Linked DNA regions of Mus musculus: region 1 is linked to region 2. The links are chromatin contacts, called in public promoter capture Hi-C maps. All regions are on one chromosome and are shown on one strand. The core of a region is the stretch at or near the end of the contact, and the rest is flanking DNA. Distances in the headings are between cores, read along the strand shown. Region 1 overlaps Abca17 (ATP-binding cassette, sub-family A (ABC1), member 17). Region 2 holds the start of Amdhd2 (amidohydrolase domain containing 2).

Region 1 (2,700 bases), core at 166-2,665, 170 kb before region 2:
ACATTTATCTTGTTTAAACATGCCTCATTCACTACCCAGTAAATACCCAATAAATTACTTCTTGTAATTTCTACTTTCCCTTAAATTTGATGATGGAGGAACATCGGCTATACGCACTGCTGCAGACCTCCCTCTCTGCCTGCCTGAGTCACTTTAAATATTCCACTCCTGCTTTGGGGGATATCTCCAGGCTCTGCCTCCAGAATTCCTGAACCTGGGGCTAGGGAGATGGTCCAGCTGGTGTAGTGCCGCTCCACAAGCTGAAAACCTGAGCTGAGTCCCCAGGGCTCCTGTGAAAAGCTGGGTGTGATGCCACGTTTATAATCTCAGCAATGGGAGGCAGAGGCCAGCTGATTCCTGGGGCTCCCTGGTCAGCCTAGCCTAATCATCTACCCCCAGTCCCAGCAAGAGACCCTGTCTCAAAAACAAGGTTTAGTGCTCTTCAGGGACAACACTAAAAGTTGGCCTCTATCTTCCACACACATGGGGACAGTGGCAGCAGTGGGGAATGGGAGTTCTGAACACATGGCCCCTGCATGACCCTGCTTGACCCCTGTGTTAGTTAAGGCTTCATTTGATCTTACTTGCTCTTTCTGAATCTTTAGGTCTCTCTTAAGTTCTAATTCCATCCACCTTGCCCACCCGCAACTGGGGTGGGTGGGTGGAGGGAATAGCGGCAGCTTCTTCCTTGAGATCTCATGGTCCTAGCTGGCTGTGCCAATCCCCACTCCTTCGTTTCCCTTTCTGGAGGAGGGAATACACATAGGACTTCTAGAGATGCCTCACCTGAGTTTAAGGCTACCTGCTTATCCTTAGCCAAATACGGAGGGGAAGTGCCCTTTCTCAGGAAACATCCTGTATGTACTCGATAATAAATACCACAGAGCCAGAGTGTGAAGGGACAAGGTGCTCTCTACCTTGGAAGATCCTTGTATAGAACATGCCTTGTCTTTTCTGCCAAAATTTGTTTTCTGCCAAAATTTGTTTTCTGCCAAAATTTGTTTTCTGCTGGGTAGTGGTGGCGCATGCCTTTAATCCCAGCACTTGGGAGGCAGAGGCAGGCAGATTTCTGAGTTCAAGGCCAGCCTGGTCTACAAAGTAAGTTCCAGGACAGTCAGGGCTACCCAGAGAAACCCTGCCTAGAAAAATGAAAACAAACAAACAAACAAACAAACACCCCAAAATCCCCCAACAGAATTTGTTTTCTGATCATTGCTCCATTCCCCGGCCCTCCAGAGGCCCCTCTCTATCCTCTATGGTGTTTGATGAGGTCTCTGGGAACATCTTTCTCATTTCCTGAGAAAGGGCACGTCCCCTCCCTATTTTGCTAAGGATAAGCAGGTAGCCTTAAACTCAGGAGGTAAGGCATTCCTAGAAGCTCCTATGTCCTACAGGACTCTGAAGCTGGCTTGTGACTCAGCATTCTCTGCAGGAAGCTCTGCTGGCTTTCTGAAACTTTCCAGCGTGAGTAAAGGAGTCTTCCTTAGTGACTGCTTTCTGCCATCTTGTCTGCTGTGGAAAGGAACATAACTGTATTTAACAGTGTAGATGTCCCCACCTGGCTCCCAGTTTCCTGGACCTGGCCACTCCATGACAGCCCCCAGCTCCCTCTCTGACACCTCTAGACTTGTGGAGAAGTCACAGCACACCACTGAAAGGCTCTTTCCTTCACACAGAGCAAACGATTCCTGAGTGAGGGCCCAGGAGCCAATTCTCACAGGAAGGATGCAAGCTCTCCAGTTCATTTTAGGTTTCTTGGATGCCCTATTTGTGAGAGGTTAAACATGGACACCAGTTAAACAACTAACTATTCTTCCAAAATTGAGGTATTGTCAACACCTCCCTATAGGATGACTGCACAATTGTCTTGAAGCCTTTGGCCTGCAGGCCAAACTGGAACCCAAGTCTCGGTACTCAAGTTCCTACCCTGATTCCACAAAATATCCTGTAATTGTTTACTGAAACACTCCTGCAAAACAAACAAGAGTATGTAGCATTAGCCAAGATGCTGTCCAAGTTATTAATAACCATCAGTTTGTCCTTCCCTTTCTCAGTTTGACAGATCTGGAGGTTTGCCCATATCTAGACAATGGGACATAGTGGTCATCTCTACTACAGGGATAACATCCCCCTACCTGAAGGCTGCTTGCCCTTGCTTGGAACTAGAGCAGATATCATTCCAGGGATCCTTGCTGTGCAATCTTTTTTATCGAAAGCTGGAACACCACTACACTGTTGAAAAGAGGGCTGCTTATGATAAGGACAGTGCTTGTAGCTTGCCAGCAAAATACAAGAATGTAATCCTTTCTTTATGCAGCAGTCAGCACAATCAGGAAGTCTGTGTCTTTCAAATGCATTGAGTTTAACCATCCTGTATGTACTGGATAATAAATACTGTAGAGTGGATGCTCTGTCCACAGAGCCAGAGTGCGAAGGGACAAGGTGTTCTCTACCTTGGAAGATCCTTGTATAGAACATGCCTTGTCTTTTCTGCCAGAATTTGTTTTCTGATCATTGCTTCATTCCCCAGCCCTCCAGAGTGGCCCCTCTCTGTCCTCCATGCTGTTTGATGAGGTCTCTGGGGACATCTTCTGGCTTCTGTCTTAACGACTAGCCAGGAGCCACCTGAATTTTCAGTCTTTTCAGTCTTCAATCTTTACTTTCTTACACCTGACACTCTGTTTTCTTGTAGGCTACAAC
Region 2 (2,700 bases), core at 33-2,532:
GGCTCTGCTAGTGGGAAGAGAAGTGGCTGCTGCTCTTGCTTGGCTGCCCGCCTCAGTTCTTGTAATGGGTGGGAACCTGGGGAGCAGAATGGAAAAAGCTGCTCTGGGCTCACTTACTCTCTCCTCCCACAGCCATGGGAGCCGCCTATGGCACAGCCAAGAGTGGCACTGGCATCGCAGCCATGTCAGTCATGAGGCCAGAGCTGATCATGAAGTCCATCATCCCAGTGGTTATGGCTGGGATCATCGCCATCTACGGCCTGGTGGTGGCAGTACTTATCGCTAACTCCCTGACTGATGGCATCACCCTCTACAGGTGAGTGCTGGGCCTTTCCTCCCAGGTGAAGTGCTTCATTGTCCTGTGGACAGGCAGATTGCTGACAACCTGTGTCTCTTCTCTCCCCAGGAGTTTTCTTCAACTGGGTGCTGGCCTGAGTGTGGGGCTGAGTGGCCTGGCTGCTGGCTTTGCCATTGGCATCGTCGGAGATGCTGGTGTTCGGGGCACTGCCCAGCAGCCTCGACTGTTCGTGGGCATGATCCTGATCCTCATCTTTGCGGAGGTGCTTGGCCTCTACGGTCTCATCGTGGCCCTAATCCTCTCCACAAAGTAGTCCTTTTCCACCATCAGTCACAGGATAGGATGTAAAGATCACCCCTCCTCATTCCAGAACGAACAGCCTGACACATGCACGGGCAGCTGCCCCTCAGTAGTTGGTCTTGTAAATGTGCAGTGTCCTAGTGCCCATTGTCTGTCGCCCCCGCCTTGCCCCTACTGCACCGTGCTGTGGACATACGGGCCCACTCATCTCCCACCCAGGCCCCTGACCAGTGACGAAGTCAGCCTCTGGTTACCCCACCCATCGCCCTAGAGTGCTCCTGTGTATAAGAATGAACTAGAGTTGTCATTTTTCTCTTCACTGGATGTTTATTTATAAAAGATTTGACCTATTCATGCGTCTGTGGAGCAGCTCCTGTCTCCCAACTATATAGTAATCATTAGTAGACTGTTGCCTTGTGGGGTTCCTGTTGCTGAGACTCCTTGGATGGAGCCACCCTTCCCCCTGCCCTGAACAGCCAGGGTGGAGGATAGAGTGCTACTGCTCCTCAGAGCTGGCTCCCAGCTGTGTCCAATAAAAGTTCTCGGATGTGACTGGCTTGTGTTCTGGCGCTTCTGTGGGCGGGCCTGGCAGGGTTTGTCATCATGTGGTCGCCACCACGTGAGCACCGCGGCCACGTGACAGCCCCTTCAGCTGAGAGTCACGTGATGCGACCTGGCCCCGCTTCCGATTACGGCTGCTCCGGGCTCTGCCGGCTTGCGCCCAAAGCTTGCTGGGTTCGGCGCGACTCACGATGCGTAGCGGGCAGTGCGCAGCGGGGGCCCCGGTGCTCCAGTTCACCAACTGCCGCATCCTGCGTGGCGGCACGCTCCTCAGGTCTGGGCTGCATGGTGCAGGCTTAGGCTGGGTATAGAGCTGATGATACGCCAGTGCGGGGTGCAGAGATGGGGATAGTGTAGGGCATAAGCCCTGAAAGGGGCAGGAATGTGGAGGGCGGGACTATCGTGGGTGTGTGGCCGGGACCAAGAAGAATAGTGGGTGCAGGGACAAGCTGGGTGCGAGATAGAACTAGGGTTTGGTTCCAGGGCCTGGTGGTGATCCAAGTGCCTACTACTCTGCCCTCAGGGAGGATCTGTGGGTGCGCGGGGGCCGAATCCTGGACCCAGAAAAGCTGTTTTTTGAGGAGAGGCGTGTGGCTGATGAGCAGCGGGACTGCGGAGGCCGCATCCTGGCGCCTGGCTTTATCGATGTGCAGATCAACGGTGCGGCCTGGCTCGGGCCAGGGAACCCAGGGCAGGAGCTCCGAGCACTGTGCTACCCCCCTTGTTTTCTGTGGCCACAGGTGGATTTGGTGTTGACTTCTCCAAGGCTACGGAGGACGTGGGTTCGGGGGTCGCCCTAGTGGCCCGGAGGCTCCTGTCCCACGGTGTCACCTCCTTCTGTCCCACCCTGGTCACCTCCCCACCAGAGGTTTATCACAAGGTGAGATGAGGCCGTTCTACCCCTGAGCAAAGGGGCCCTCAGGAAAGGACCACTTCCTTCACCCGAATCTGGGCTTCCTGGACTTGGGTCCGAGGGGGATCCGCCTCACTTTCAGTTGGGTTCTGCCTGGTCTCTGCAACTGCCAGTGCGGTTGTCCTCACGTTTCCTGCCCCGGTTCTCATCTGCCACGCCCTCCCAACGCCCTGTAGGCAGCCTCTGGGTCTCCTGAACTAAGGTCGCCTGGAATTCTGCCACAGCCATTGTCTCTTGTCTAGCTCTTCCTCCCTAACCTGCTTATGCTGTGTGACTCACATGAAAAAGCCTTTCAGAAAGAGCTGCTGTTGCTGTGGACTGGCTTCTGTCCTCACCCTTCCACCTTCTATCTTAGCAGGAGGTCTGTTGTCTTGTTCCAAATTTCATGTAAGGTTCTCCCACAGTTTTCCCGGTTTTTGTTTGTTTGTTTGTTTTTTCGAGACAGGGTTTCTCTGTATAGACCTTGCTGTCCTGGAACTCACTTTGTAGACCAGGCTGGCCTCAAACTCAGAAATCTGCCTGCCTCTGCCTCCCGAGTGCTGGGATTAAAGGCGTGTGCCACCACGCCAGGCTAGTTTTCCCAGTTTTAAGGAAGCTTGTTTAGGTTGCTGTCTTCATGTGTTCTCTG

The links. Promoter capture Hi-C pulls out the DNA fragments that hold promoters and counts their contacts.
Region 1: a promoter capture Hi-C map of the HPC-7 cell line shows a contact between it and region 2. The contact joins the enhancer-like site here to the promoter of Amdhd2 in region 2. A contact is called at or near these places in 11 of 39 promoter capture datasets (the C10 cell line, the HPC-7 cell line, HPC-7-derived erythroid cells and 8 more), 11 of 484 Hi-C or Micro-C datasets (CD4 T cells, CD8 T cells, bone marrow-derived macrophages and 5 more), 19 of 115 datasets of contacts at active chromatin or transcription factors (the 230-238 cell line, the HPC-7 cell line, the SCID.adh cell line and 14 more) and 4 of 9 other capture datasets (adipose tissue, liver, macrophages and 1 more).

Annotation. Positions count from the first base shown.
Region 1 is chr17:24,328,781-24,331,480 of GRCm38.p6, reverse strand. Abca17 (ATP-binding cassette, sub-family A (ABC1), member 17) reads left to right here. Exons shown (of 31, transcript NM_001031621.3): 6 at 2,693-2,700. Among named protein-coding and RNA genes, the nearest start is that of Abca17, 21 kb to the left of the region's middle. Within about 2 kb of position 1,415, at least 2 of the 459 cell types and tissues checked have an H3K27ac peak or open chromatin away from gene starts, as enhancers often do. A contact at or near this core is called in the HPC-7 cell line, where this site is marked.
Region 2 is chr17:24,162,315-24,165,014 of GRCm38.p6, reverse strand. It overlaps Amdhd2 (amidohydrolase domain containing 2), which reads left to right and starts at 1,282. Exons shown (of 11, transcript NM_172935.4): 1 at 1,282-1,433; 2 at 1,683-1,819; 3 at 1,900-2,039. The coding sequence starts at 1,351. Atp6v0c (ATPase, H+ transporting, lysosomal V0 subunit C) reads left to right here. Exons shown (of 3, transcript NM_009729.4): 2 at 133-316; 3 at 407-1,150. The coding sequence ends at 611.